Regions from separate parts of the Zea mays genome. Here region 1 is linked to region 2. Evidence: chromatin contacts called from public Hi-C data. All regions are on one chromosome and are shown on one strand. The core of a region is the stretch at or near the end of the contact, and the rest is flanking DNA. Distances in the headings are between cores, read along the strand shown.

What was found. A called contact is a pair of places that touch in the nucleus more often than the background predicts.
Region 1: a Hi-C map of ear shows a contact between it and region 2, with 4 times the contacts expected there. The contact joins the enhancer-like site here to the promoter of LOC100280499 in region 2. A contact is called at or near these places in 3 of 25 Hi-C or Micro-C datasets (ear, leaf and tassel).

What each region holds. Positions count from the first base shown.
Region 1 is chr10:1,348,910-1,355,604 of Zm-B73-REFERENCE-NAM-5.0, forward strand. No RefSeq gene overlaps it. Among protein-coding and RNA genes, the nearest start is that of LOC103640657, 57 kb to the right of the region's middle. Within about 2 kb of position 3,957, at least 6 of the 20 cell types and tissues checked have an H3K27ac peak or open chromatin away from gene starts, as enhancers often do. A contact at or near this core is called in ear and tassel, where this site is marked.
Region 2 is chr10:1,257,687-1,265,223 of Zm-B73-REFERENCE-NAM-5.0, forward strand. It overlaps LOC100280499 (2-isopropylmalate synthase B), which reads right to left and starts at 4,732. Exons shown (of 12, transcript NM_001367129.1): 1 at 3,742-4,732; 2 at 3,324-3,537; 3 at 3,147-3,227; 4 at 2,924-3,013; 5 at 2,740-2,826; 6 at 2,053-2,153; 7 at 800-833; 8 at 629-703; 9 at 229-312; 10 at 11-145. The coding sequence starts at 4,433.

The sequences.
Region 1 (6,695 bases), core at 2,707-5,206, 90 kb after region 2:
AATAGATAATAAAGGAGCATTTGTACTTTGAGGAATACGAGAGTAATCAAAAGAAAAGTTCGAATTGACCGGTTTCCTTCTCTCGTAGTCGTTGTGGTCGTCGTCCTTTTGGGAAGAAGTAGACTCATCGCTGTCGTCGTAGTAGATGATCTCCTTGATGCGCCTCGTCTTCTTTTTCTTCCCATCTTTTCGTTTATGGCCCGAGCCCGAGTCGGTAGGCTTGTCATCCTTCGGCTCGTTGACGAAAGATTCCTTCTCTTTGTCGTTGATCACGATTCCCTTCCCCTTAGGATCCATCTCTTCGGGCGGTTAGTCCCTTTGAAGAGAACGGCTTTGATACCAATTGAGAGCACCTAGAGGGGGGTGAATAGGTGATCCTGTAACACTTAAAACTTAGGCCACAAAAACTTGGTTAAGTGTTAGCACAATAACTGCGAAAGTGGCTAGAGAGGAATCTTCAACAAAACACAATAACCAACAAGATCAATCACAGAGATGGCACGGTGGTTATCCCGTGGTTCGGCCAAGACCAACGCTTGCCTACTCCACGTTGTGGCGTCCCAACGGACGAGGGTTGCAATCAACCCCTCTCAAGCGGTCCAAAGACCCACTTGAATACCACGGTGTTTTGCTTGCTTTTCTCAATCCCGTTTGCGAGGAATCTCCACAACTTGGAGCCTCTCACCCTTACACTTGAAATTCACAAAGAAGCACAGAGCAAGGGAGGGATTAGCAACACACTCAAGACAAGAAATCACAGCAACACCACGCACACAAGTCGCAACGAGAGCTCACAACACAACTCAATGAGTTCACCACTCAACTAGAGCTCTAATTGCTATCGCAAAGAATCAAAGGCGCGGAATCGATGTCTTGGTGCTTAGGAATGTTGTAGGAATGCTCGGTGTGCTCCTCCATGCGCCTAGGGGTCCCTTTTATAGCCCCAAGGCAGCTAGGAGCTGTTGAGAGCATTCTAGGAAGGCTGATCTTGCCTTCTGTCGACTGGCGCACCGGACAGTCCGGTGCACACCGGACACTATCCGGTGCCCGATTTCCTTCCAAAAATGGCGCAGTCGACCGTTGGCAGCCTGAGAGCCGTTGGCGCACCGGACATGTCCGGTGCACACCGGACAGTCCGGTGCCCCCTTCTAGCCGTTGGCTCGGCCACGTGTCCCGCGCAGATCGCGCGGCCGACCGTTGGCCTGGCCGACCGTTGGCTCACCGGACAGTCCGGTGAATTATAGTCGTACGTCGCCGGTGAATTCCCGAGAGCGGTCACTTCGCTCGAGCCAGCCTGGCGCACCGGACACTGTCCGGTGCACCACCGGACAGTCCGGTGCTCCCAGACTCAGCAGAGTCTTGGCTGCTCGAGCCAAGACATTTCCAATTGAATTTTTCCTGTTTCCAGCACTTAGACACAATACATTAGTCCATAAAACAATGTACTAAGTCTGAGAAACATACCTTTATCCTTGATTTGTACTTTGTCCACCTTTTTACACTTAGGCACTTGTGTTGGACACTAAATCACCAAAATACTTAGAAATGGCCCAAGGGCACATTTCCCTTTCAGGCCGCCGCTGCGGGCAGGGGGCGGGCGGGGTCGCGCGCGAGCAGGGGAAAGGGAGGGCGCGCGCAGGGGAGGAAGAAGAGGAGGGAGAGGGAGAGAGAGAGAGGAGAAGGGGAGGGGAGGGGAGCTCACCTCGGGGTCCAAATTCCGGTGATCGCCGTCTCCAATTCCTAGGGCACCACGGGGAGAGAGAGGTGGAGGAGGGAGAGGGAGGTTGTTGCGCGGGAGATCCAAATGAGAGAGAGAGAGAGGAGGGGCGCATGGGGGGGTGTGGGCACCAGGGGCGCGCAGGGCTGGGCCAGACCGGGCCAGGCTGGGTTGGGCCGGGCCACTTCGCGGATCAAAAACCCACGACGTGCACGACCACTAAACGGAATTAAATCGCGAATCGAAATCCGGAACGGAACGAGACGAACACTCAACATCAGACAAAGAAATGTGCTTTGGCATGATGCAACACCCATGACACTTAGGTTTTGGTTTATACATGACACGAACACCTGTCGCTATACTGGTTTGAAATTGGGAAGAAGGAGCGAAACAGGAAAGAGAAAAGAGAGTAACGCCCGAATTTGGTGAGAGAAAAGAAGGAAAAAATTCTACCCCCAAATTCAGGGCGTTACACTTCCCCTGCGCAGAGATGGATTCGGGCGAGTCGTGACTGCTTCTCTCGCTTGAGGTTGGTCTGAGCGAGGAGGAACAATGTCTCCTATCCGAGGTTGGCCTCGGGCGAGATGAAACTATGTCTCATGTCCAAGGTTTGGCCTCGGGTGAGACGGAATCGCACCTCTCGCCCAAAGCTGGCCTCGGGCGAGACGAAATTGTGTCTTCTGCCTAGAGCTGGCCTCGGGCGAGATGGAATTATGTCTCCCACCCAGAGCTAGCCTCAGGCGAGACGGAACTGTATCTCTCGTCCGAGGTTGGCCTCGGGCGAGACGGAACTTCATCTCCTATTTGAGGTTGGCCTCGGGCGAGACGGAACTGCATCTCCTATTTGAGGTTGGCCTCGGGCGAGACCGAACAACATTTCTGTGCTTGTAAGGACCTGGGGCATATCTATCTCCCACAATAAGTTAGAAATTGTAAGTTACAATTGTACGTTCTTAATGCGTTAAGTACGTTGGTTTTGTCCTAGCCGAACGTCGGTCCCGATGTTCTTTGTTGTTGAAGTACGTGAAATATTGTACGTGCGACGTTCCTAACCTAAGAAAGTCGGTTTCTGACGACGTTTTTTTTTCTAGTTTTCATGTAGCGGTGCCTATAAGGGCTATGGGCTTTACTGGTAGCCCAAGTATATGACACTTTGTGCCTTTTTTATGCTGGACCAGCCTAGAAAACATGACGGAATTTATAAGCCTTCCTAGTCCGCATCCCAATACCCTTGAGGCACTTGAAAATACTCAAAATCATTTATAGAGTTGAAGTTATCTATTCACTTCACACAGATACCACACGTACGTTTATAGTCAAAGGTCAGCATTCTAATGTTTAGAGTCGTAGATCATAAGTTCACAGGACCAACAAAGAAGCAACAAAAGCAATAGAAAAGACAAACAACAACATAGTTGTTGGCAATGGTTACATGCTCCATGTATATATAGATTTCGAAAGGAGAAGGCACGCAGCTTTGTAGTGTTCAGGAGCGAGCGAGCAGCGGGGCGGAGCTGGAGGGCGATCAGTGCTCGATCTGCTGACATAGAAAAGAAATTAAAGGCCTCTCATCATCAGCTACACAGGAGGGCCGGGGCGGGGTTGTCTTGATATGCATGTTACTATAATCCTTTATTTCCAACTGCAATAACCGATCGTTATTGCACTAGTTTGGGAAGGTAATATATATAAGGCACAGGCTGGGTAGGTCGCCACTGAATTGGAAATAAAGCACTGCGAGTCCATGTACTGCAGCTTGAACAAAAGCTAGCGCGCGGCATCCGTGCCCATGCGGCGCTCCTGTTCTCTAAAGTCCACACATGCATACACGCTATCAAAAGAGAGCTAGACACGACACGAGCTAGAGGAGCAAGAACGAGGCTGATAGGACGAGCTCGATCGAGCAACGACTGATGAGTGTTCTGGCATGCATGGGATTGGCATGGGATGCTACCACTGTGTGTCTGTACTCTGTCGTAGTCTACGACTCTCTGTGTGTGCCTCCGATCCCTTTCGCATGCGCTAGCTCCTCGTTGCATGCAAATCGATATGGATGGATAATAAAATATATACTCCTGCGTGCATGATCATATCAATCGTGAGACAGTCCGTCCGGAAGGAGATCGAGGAGAGTACGTAGCTACTAGCACCAATGCATTGAATATAATGGATGGGACGTTGGATCACTGTAAAGATTCTCTCCATCGAATCAAGCGCTAGCAAGCAGGCACACAGCAGCATGTAGTAGCAGACTAGCATGGAGCAGCTATCAGTACCTGCTGGCTGCGCTGCGTGCTGCGGCATCTCTATATATCTATCACCTGCAACCGGCAAACGACGACGCGAAGAAAGGGGGAAAAAGATGCGCACGCTTGCAGTCCCTCCGCATGCAGCTACTACTGATGAGCATGCATGATTACATGAATGAACAAGACTAATATATAATGGAAGACTTAGTTCGCTTCGGTTTAAAGCCGGTTGCAATTCATAGAGATATATAAGAACACTATACAAGCAATAGAAACCGGTACAGATATTGAAACATCCGTGCCCATGCGCTCCTATTGTTGTCTGCATGGATCTATCTATATATGCTGCAGGTAGGAATGGTGGTGTGGTACCCCAAACGTACGTGGACAAAAGACGAAGACTTGAAGGGATGGAGGAACAGAGACAAATCATCAAGGGAACATTTCCGGTACACATGAATATATTTGGTGCATATATGGCATAAATGAACTAACAAAGTTTATAAATAATTCAGAAAAAAATTCATACATATTCTTCCCATCCTACTCCTATTATATACAAAATTTCAAATTCATTTTTTTTTAAATTCAAAAGTTTATGTTTTTTGTGAACTTTGTTAGTTCATGTATCCATATGTATACCAAAGGTTCATATGCACCAGATATTTTCCAATAATAGCTATGGGTAGAGTTGCCCTGGCTGCGGTGGTTGGTTATATAATACTACCTCTATTCATAAATATATGTCACCGTTGAATTTTTTAAAACTTTGGTCACTCGTCTTATTTAAAATATTTATTCAAAAATATAAATTTTTAAGTCAAGCATAAACTATCTTAAGTGATAAAACAAATAAAAAAATGATAACGCATTTTTTAAAATAAGACGAGTGATCAAGTTTTTTTTTTAAAAAAGTCAAAGGTATCGTATATTTATGAATGGACGGAGTAGTAGTAAGGTTGTTGCATGCAATAATCATTATCTAAAAACCAAAGTACTCTAGAAAACAGTATTGCGTATTTGTTCAATATATATTGCAAAAATCAGACACCATTATTAATAATGTTCTGCATCCGACAAATGCCCAAACTGTTGCATGAAATGATGTGGGATCAGCAACGACGACCTCTTGTACACAGCTGGTTATTACTCTAGCTAGCTAGCGACCGTATCGACGGAGAGACGCATAGGGACAAGCTCTGTCGTCGAGACGTACGTACACAGTGTGCAATATAATCCCCAAGCAAGGGCATGCAGGACGAACACAGTTGCCCTGCAATGTTGGCCACAGACCCACAGTCCGTGACGACCCTAGCGATAGATGGACGGACCGAGCTGCGGCCAGCATACGTGTTGGTCATCTATATATAGATATGCATGCATGGCCGTTCTACTGTAGGTATGCACGTCCGGCGGCCGGCCTGCACTGCATGCGACGACGGCGCAAGCAATGTGAGCCCTGAGTCGACAGTCACACGCACGACATTGCCATGCATGCTTGTTAATTTGCTGTCGTAGGAATCTGCTGCAGTAACGAACTGCAGAGACGCATGGAGGATAGGCCCCTCGTAGTTACGAGGGGAATCTACTTCAGTAATAACAAAATCCAGATGAAAGCAGCGTACATTGGAGCTCTCTCTCTCTCTCTCTCATGCGCGAATGAGGGTAAGAGGGCGGCGAGGACGCCGGGGAGGGGGATGCGGAGGGAGGGATGGATTGTCTATTGGATTTGAGTAGTTAAAGGGGAGGGTTATCTAACGATCTGAACTGCATATTTTGATAATGTTAAGTTTCAGTGTAATTTGTTTGGTGAATTTAGTGGATGTTATAGTTGTGTAGATGACTTAGTTGGATTGGTTTTACAAAGTTTAAACTGGTGGATTATATTGGTTTTACAAAGTTTAAACCGGTGGATTATATGGTGGTATAGATTGTTCAGAGTGATCTCACGTCTCTCCTAATCTATATTTGATTTAGGTTCGTGATTAGTCTTCATATGAGCTAGAACCAAGATGACTGTTTGTGCCTTTTCCGATGATTTCACTGCAGCATAAACCATTTTAATTTGGTTTTAGGATACACTTAGTTTTATTAACACATGCCATGGATGGAGAAACAACATAAACCAAAGTTGTATTTTAGTCCAAGAGATTAGTAATAACTTTGTAGTTGATGACTTTTATCATTTGAAATCATTTATTTTGTTTTTTAAGATTTTGAACTTCATTTTTTAAGTGTCATGGATGGAGAAATAACCAAACCAAAGTTATAGTACTCTAAGAGATATTAATTTCTATTTTGAAAAATAATTATTTTGAAATTCATATTGTTTTATAATTATTCAAATGACTTAAGATGGAGACACAAGCATAAAGATAATTAATCAAATGCTATGTACGACTCCACAACCATGATAAGGCTGGAGCTGCTGGGCCACATCTGGCTATGACTGATGGCCTGACCGATGTGTAATACTCTCTCCTCTCTTGATCTATAAAAAGTAGAGCATAGCAACATAGAAGGGGTTAGAGGTCATAGTCAGAACTAGATCCTAGACTAGGATTCTTAGTCTTCATAGAGGAGGCATAAAGGTGAACTAAGGACCATTAGGCCAAAACTCTCACAAAAACCAAAGTGGAAAGGGAGAGCTCGTTGGTCATGGCATTCACTTGATACTCGAGCTTGTGATTTTCTTCGCATTTGTGTTAATCATTGTATTACATAAA
Region 2 (7,537 bases), core at 3,482-5,981:
GCCAACAAACCTGGATTATTTTGTCAACAGCCTTGTAAGCTGCATCGACTGGACCTGTTCCGACTGAACATGCTATTTTCTCCTCTCCATCTGGTGCTACCAATTTCACTGTTGCCGTAGATAAAGCAAGTGTACCACATGTTGCCTGCAAAAGGATGAATCATATTTTAAGCTTAGCATATCACGTTCCTGCTAACCAAAGTTTAGTAAACTGCAGCTCAACAATACCTGTACATCAGCAAGGGACCAAATAACCTTAGGCTGGAATATCTCATCTGACAATAACGCTTCTAAGTCTTCATCAGTTACGCGCTATAAATTGTGAACAAATTGGGTTAGTTTCCATGTGTAGAGAATGTACATGTTAATGTGTTATAATATAAGTTTGACGAATAAAACAGAACATGGAAGCAAGCAGCTCTCCAAGGAAAATGTAATCGTTAAAAAAATGTACAGGAAAAAGGTGACATGGCCTAAAAAGCAATGTGGAAGCTATTAATCAATGCATGCAATTTTTGAAAGATTACAATAATATGGTGGAGATAACATTGGGTAATAAAAAGGTGACATGGCCCAAAAAGGAAGGTCACATAAGAAATAGTGTAAGCATGCTTTAGAAAAGAGTCACCTTTTTCTTCTCTGCAACCTCTTTGTAGCGTTTAAAGAAGTCCTCAAATTCCTTGTCACCGATTTCATATCCAAGCTACAGTTTGAACAATGAAGATCACATTGGAAAACAATAAGAACAGGAATCGAAAGAAAACTTGAACAGAAGACCCCCAAAACATCTAAGCTTTACCTCTACTAGCTTAGATCTCACAGCATGCCTTCCGCTAAAAAGCAAGAACAGAAAACATTAGTATGGATGAGATTCTCAAATTTGATCTAATTTACTGATGTATGCCCCTGCCTAATTGTGTTGAACACATAATATTCAGTTGAACTAATATAATGATTTTAGAAGCGTAATCATAATAAATTAGATCATATATTTGATCAGAAATTTCTTCCATGAAAAAAAATCAAGCTTCCAGTTCAAGAATATAGTATGTCATAGCATAATGATATCGGATTTATGTTGTGACTGAAGTCTAATGCTTTACATCATACCCTACTACCACCAATACTTTTGTAACACTAGCTGTACATGTGTCACCAACAGCTAATGCCTACATAGTATATGTAACACCTCGTCCACTACCGGACCGCCGGTACTTACTCCTGTCAGCCCTCTAGGGCCATAGACCATCTCCACAGACCAACACACGAGTCTTCTATGCGCACTTTGCCCTCACTCATACGCAATTTGAGAAGACTTTCCGGTTGGTCACCCATCCTAAGATTGCTTTGGGCCAAGCACGCTTAACCCAGAGGTTCCTTCGAGATAGGCTTTCGAAAAGAAGATGAATCTTATTTGTATGAGTATTCTATCAATAATATTAAGCCTTGGGCTAAGATATTGCACAATTCACCCGGGCCAGGATATGACAATCCACAGAAGATCGACGTCCTTGTCAGTCAACCCTAAGCCAGAACCTCCCCCTTTTGGCCACGTCTGTGTGTCTAGTGTCGTCATATGCCATGTCATGTGACCACTCTGGGCCCACATGCGTCATGCGCCGTATACCCGAATCCCTAGCTCACACACGTCCATGAAACCGTGAGGGTCGGTTCTGATATCAATTGTAGCACCCCGTCCGAGAAGACTTCTCAGTCGGTCACCCATTCTAAGATTTCTCTAGGCCAAGCACACTTAACCCAAAGATTTTTTCGAAATAGGCTTCCGAAAAAGAAGATGCACCTTATTTATATTAGTATTCTATCAATCCTATTAAGCCTTGGGCCAAAATATCACACAATCTACCCAGGCCAAGATATGACAGTATAGTAGCCATAATATACTAGCATTCAAAATTTTAAGCATTTGAGGCTCCTTTGTTGGAGCATGAACACTGAATCAGAAAACGTAGATGAGAGAAGTCTCCTAGAGAGACATCATAATAGAATATATGAGGAAGTGAAGTAAAGAGGGATAGGTGTGTTGCATGATACCTGAGTTTCCCAAGAACAATACCAAATTCATTTGCACGTGTTAGACCAATATCATCAGGCGATATAATTTCGTATGTTCCTTTATATTTAAGCATCCCATCCTACAAAAGATGAAAGTGAGCATGAAGAACTATTCCACTCTAAAAAAAACACAGTTTAAGGAGAATAGTATATCCCCTTTGGAATGCAAAATTTCACAGGAAACATGAAAAATAAAACCCGCATTCCAATTTCCAAAGGGAGTCTTCAATCAAATATCTATGAGACCAACAGTTATCAAAATTAAGTATCTTAGAGGCTCGGTGACGAAGGAGAGTGAAACCACAGCTGATCCATCACAATGGTGAAGATAATTGATTACAATATATAGATAAGTCTGAAAGGGCATGCATGGTGCAGTGGTGAGAGCTGTCTCACTAATTCACCGGGGCCTGGGTTCGAGGTAGTCTTTCTGCATTTGCAGGGGGGAGGCTTGCCTTGGTTTATCCCTTCGCTAGACCCCAATCATGTGGGAGGCTCTAGCATTGGGTCCACCCTTTTATATAGATAAGTTTTGGCAGTTGACAACAAACTACCAATGGAGTGAAAAGGGGACATTATATCTATTTATTTGTTTAAAACAACCAAGCCACCACTACTACAATTGCAATAAGTTGATGGTAGCAAGGAGACTGAAAATATGTTTACCTGATGAATTCCACTTTCATGAGCGAACGCATTGGCACCAACAATAGCTTTATGTGGCTGCACGTGAAGTCCACTATGCTCTTGCACCTAGAATAGTTAGTGAATTTGTGCCAGAATTTCAGTCATCTGAAATAGGTATAAGAGACCCAAAGGAAAAAAGGAAGACATGAAAGTATTATTGTACCATTTTGCTCGTCAAAGTGATATGTCGGGAATCGATTCCAGTATAGAGACCATCTAACAGTTCTCTGCGGCATTTAATTGCCATGACAACCTGAAACAGAGGTCAGGAAATATTTAGACATGTAAAAACACCCAACCAGACGAATTCAAATTCCTCTCCAAAACCCATCAGACTATTTTGTAAGGTATTGTCAGCAGATAATGTGACCAGGACATCAGCTCACCTCCTCCAAAGAAGCATTTCCAGCCCTTTCACCAATACCATTAATAGTAACCTCTAACTGCCGTGCTCCTGCACGAGCGCCCTAAAGTTAAGTCAAAGTAGTAGCCCCATTAAGATCAGACCAATGATAATAAATTACACAAAAAATATAAATAAATAAACAAGGAAAAGGTAGTACCGCTAGTGTGTTGGCAGTCGCAAGACCAAGGTCATTCTGACAATGAGTGGAAATGATAGCCTTTTCAATTCCAGGAGTGTTTGCCTTTATATCAGCAATCAACTTTCCAAATTCATAAGGAAGATTGTATCCGACAGTGTCCGGGATATTGAGAGTCGTAGCTCCAGCTTTTATGACTTCCCCTAGAATATGATACAAGAACTCTCTATTTGACCTGGAGGGAGAAGTGATTTTTTATCATGGCACCCCAAAAAACAGGATCGTTGTTTTTGTAAATAAATACTATGAAATTCTGTTGAAGGTGTCCCAGCATGAGGTAAGCCATCAGCATTCCTTTTGACCTTCAGATTCGTAAAATGCAGCTAAAAATTGAACGAAGATGGCAAGGATAACAACTGATTTGGCAACAGCACTATACCTGCCGGCGTCCTCGGGGCTGAACTCGACGTCAGTGCATCCGAGGCTGCGGGCGTAGGCCACCATCTCCCTGGCAATGGCGACCACCTGGTCGGGCGTCTTCCTGAGCTTATGCTGCATGTGAATGTCGCTGGTGGCGATGAAGGTGTGGATCCGGGGGCGGCGCGCGTGGCGCACGGCCTCCCACGCGGCGTCGATGTCCTTCCGGTTGCACCGCGAGAGGCCGCAGATGACCGGCACGTGGACGGCGTCCTCCTCCCCGGCGGGTCCTGGCGCCGGGTTGCCGACCTCGATGGCGATGGAGCGCACGGCGTCGAGGTCGTCGGGGGAGGAGGCCGGGAACCCGGCCTCGATGATGTCGACGCCGAGGCGGGCCAGCTGGCGCGCGACGACGAGCTTCTGGGCGCTCGTCATGGTGGCGCCCGGCGACTGCTCCCCGTCGCGCAGCGTGGTGTCGAAGATGCGCACGTAGTTGGGGTCGTCGATGCGGTTCGGGACGTAATCCGGCCGCCGCGACCGCGGGGTGGGCGGAGGCGGAGGATGCTGCGACGACGCGCGGAGGCGGAGGCGGAGGCAGCGGGCGGCGGAGAGGACATGGACATGGGCGGAGCGGGCGGGTCTTGGGGCCGGGGTCGTTTTGGTGGTGGTGGTGATGGTGGGTTTAGCGGGGGAGGAGAGCAGCGAGGACGCCATGGTCGACCGTCGTCGCGGGTTTAGTTGGCGCTGGCGGCGGCGGTGGACATAAAAACCCCTTAAATTAATGGGGGGATGTGGTGATTTGGATTTTGGAGAAGGAAAAGCTCCACTCCACCTCCAGTCTAGTCCAGTCCAAGCTGTACAAGAAGGCTACACGGCAAGATGCAGGGGTGAGTCAGAGACCGTGGAGCATGGTTATCTCGGACGGCAGAGGCAGGGATTGATGAGGATGACGCCGATGAGGTTTCGTGGGCGGCACGGAGCGCGCCGTGTCGCCTGAGCTGAGCAGAGCAGACAAGAGAGCAGGCGGCGAGCGTGCACCGGCGGCGTGCCCGTGCGCCAACAACTTTTTATTATGCGTGCGCGCACCCACTCAGGCACTAAGCACAGCAACCAACTACCTGCCCTGCCCTGTCTCGTTTTGTATCGGATAAGATCCACTTTATTACATGACACCGAAACGTCAGTGACATATTCAGGATCCATTGTCTTCTCGCTAAAAATGTCCATTAGCCTTATAATTCGTGGATCCATCTACGTACATCTATAAAATATGGGTCTATATACAAAATTCTAAACTCTAATGTTGAGGTAGGTGTATTGACAAATCTCTCTCCGTCAGTTATATGCCAATATCACGTTGATGTTAATCAGAACTTCATGGAGGATCGATGGTGCCATCAAAAAAAATCACCAACCAAGTGTCTGCGTACAAAAGTCAAATGGATGTGTGTCTTCCTTTCCTTGTTTCCAGATGTCACTCTGAGATCAATCCTAGATCACACACCACCCATGGTTATTTCTAACCATGGTCGCAACAAATCGACGCAACTGACGTTGAACACGATTTTTTCATGTGGTGGACTCTCGAAAGCCTCTGGAAAAGAGCATGTAGAGGTAGAGGTTGCTCGAGGGTCGATAAGACCATTCACAACATTGTTAGACATTATGAACGGTAAGATAAAAGAGAAAATAGGATATACTTTGTGTTTTGGATGATTGGACGGTGGCATGTATTGCATATTGACCTCGGATATGCATGTGGCCTCCGTCGTGGCTACAATGCGCCTCCTTGACCACCATGTTGTGTATCACATTTAATATGATCGATGGAAGTCATATTCTAACTGCCCGATACGAGATGATCTTCCCAAGTATGGGTGCACATGGCGCCAAGACCATACTGCCCAGGGTCATCCTGCTCTAAGAGGCATCTCCGCTCGAGCTCGTCCTGCCGCGAGAGATTCGGTTGTTGGGGCCATTTTTCCACCAGGCCACTAGAGCATTCTGAAGAATGCATGGGAGATCCAATCATATACCTTAGCATGTAAGGACCCGTATCCTATGTCGAGCAATAAGCTTGGTCCCTAGCTGTGGGGGACAGATATCTTCCGGGTCTACTAGAAGGCAAGAAGGCCTCGTAAGAGGCCTTGTGCCTGTTATCTCGTGTCACACCCGGGTTTTAGGGGTCCAAAACTCGGGCGCGAAATAAACACCAGGTATGCTGGGACCAAGTCTCACACATATGATAAATAGTGGTACAGAAACGAATGTCACATCTTTACTATATAATATGGGTTCTGTACAAAATAAATAAATAATTACATCATAAGGAGACAACGGTCCAACAACTTAAAGTTGACTGGGAGACGTCGGTCTAGACCTCTCACGAACTCGTCACAGCATCCTCCATGCTCCTCATCCTGCGATACCTGTTCTTGACCTGTGGGGGGTGTGAGACAGCAAGAGTGAGCTCACATACGTTCATCGCTCACCAAGTTATAGGGAATAATGTGCATGAACTCGCCAATGGTGGAAGCTCATGTGAAGTGTAAGGCTTATCAAAGATGCTTAGAGCTGAGCATTGCTTTTAAAGTTGGTCAAAATTTTATTAGCAATTACTAAGTATAAGTAAATACCAACTCAATTAAGTAAGTGGAACAAAAGGTATAACAACACCTGCGATGCAATGCATATGGCAAATTGAATTTAGTTCCATAAATTAATCATGTGAGTGTCCGAGCTGCTCATGACCGTGAGCACGGCTAGTATACTAGTTTTACACTCTGCAGAGGTTGCACATCTTTACCCACAAGTCATGTTACCCATCTGCCAAGGGATCACGACTTCCCATACACCTGTACCGAGGAGGCGAGGCAGGTAACACTACGAGGCCTTTACAAAGTTCCACTAGCTTTAGAAAACCCGCTACAGTTTCTAGGAAGCTCCAATGCAGGGATCCCTCGCCTGACCGCCATCGCAGCAAAATCAACCGAAGGACCTCCCTACACTGACCACTCCCCTACTGCTTATGCCCCTTTCGGTTAAGGTAGTCCTCCACTAGCTTTCCTAATTAGTCAGCCAAGGGCGTCCCATACCACCATTGTGGTAGCACTGTTTTCTCGGGTGGTTCTCCATGTTCCAATTAACATAATGATCTTAACATGAACAGTAAATAACAACTGATAATAACAGTATAATCATGAATAGTGTGTATCTCTATACCCAAAACCACATAAAGCAATAGCAGGTACTACCCAAAAAATCAGTGGTGAACAAGGTATAAAGATAGTCAAACTAGGGTAACCTATTGGGTCCCATCAAAATTAACCTATGCAGATCATTATGATTAATAAGAACATGAGTGGGTAAAAAGAAGTGATCAACAAGGGCACAACTTGCCTGAGACTTGAGATTCCAGGTACCAACTTGCTCTACAGATTCTCGTGACCTCACTGCTAAACGTAGCAATACAGACAAACATGTATAGGCAAAATTAACATCACACCAAACATAAGAATAAATTGCGTAATAATGGTCTACGCGCTGCTACGAGATCGTGGGTTCGAGAATCGCTAAGTTCGGAGCTACTGTTAAGAAGTTATGGTTTTCCGAAGATCCACGTGGTTAAATATAAAATAGACTAAGTGCAACATTTTAACCTATATTTCATGAAAAAAAAACAAAGTTACCATATGATAATAAATATTACTGTGATACTAATGCAACTAGAATGGATCACATCGGAGTTACGGTTATTGAGTTATGAATTTCTGAAGCCCTTATGTGTTTGGTACCAACATAATTGCGCGATAAATTTT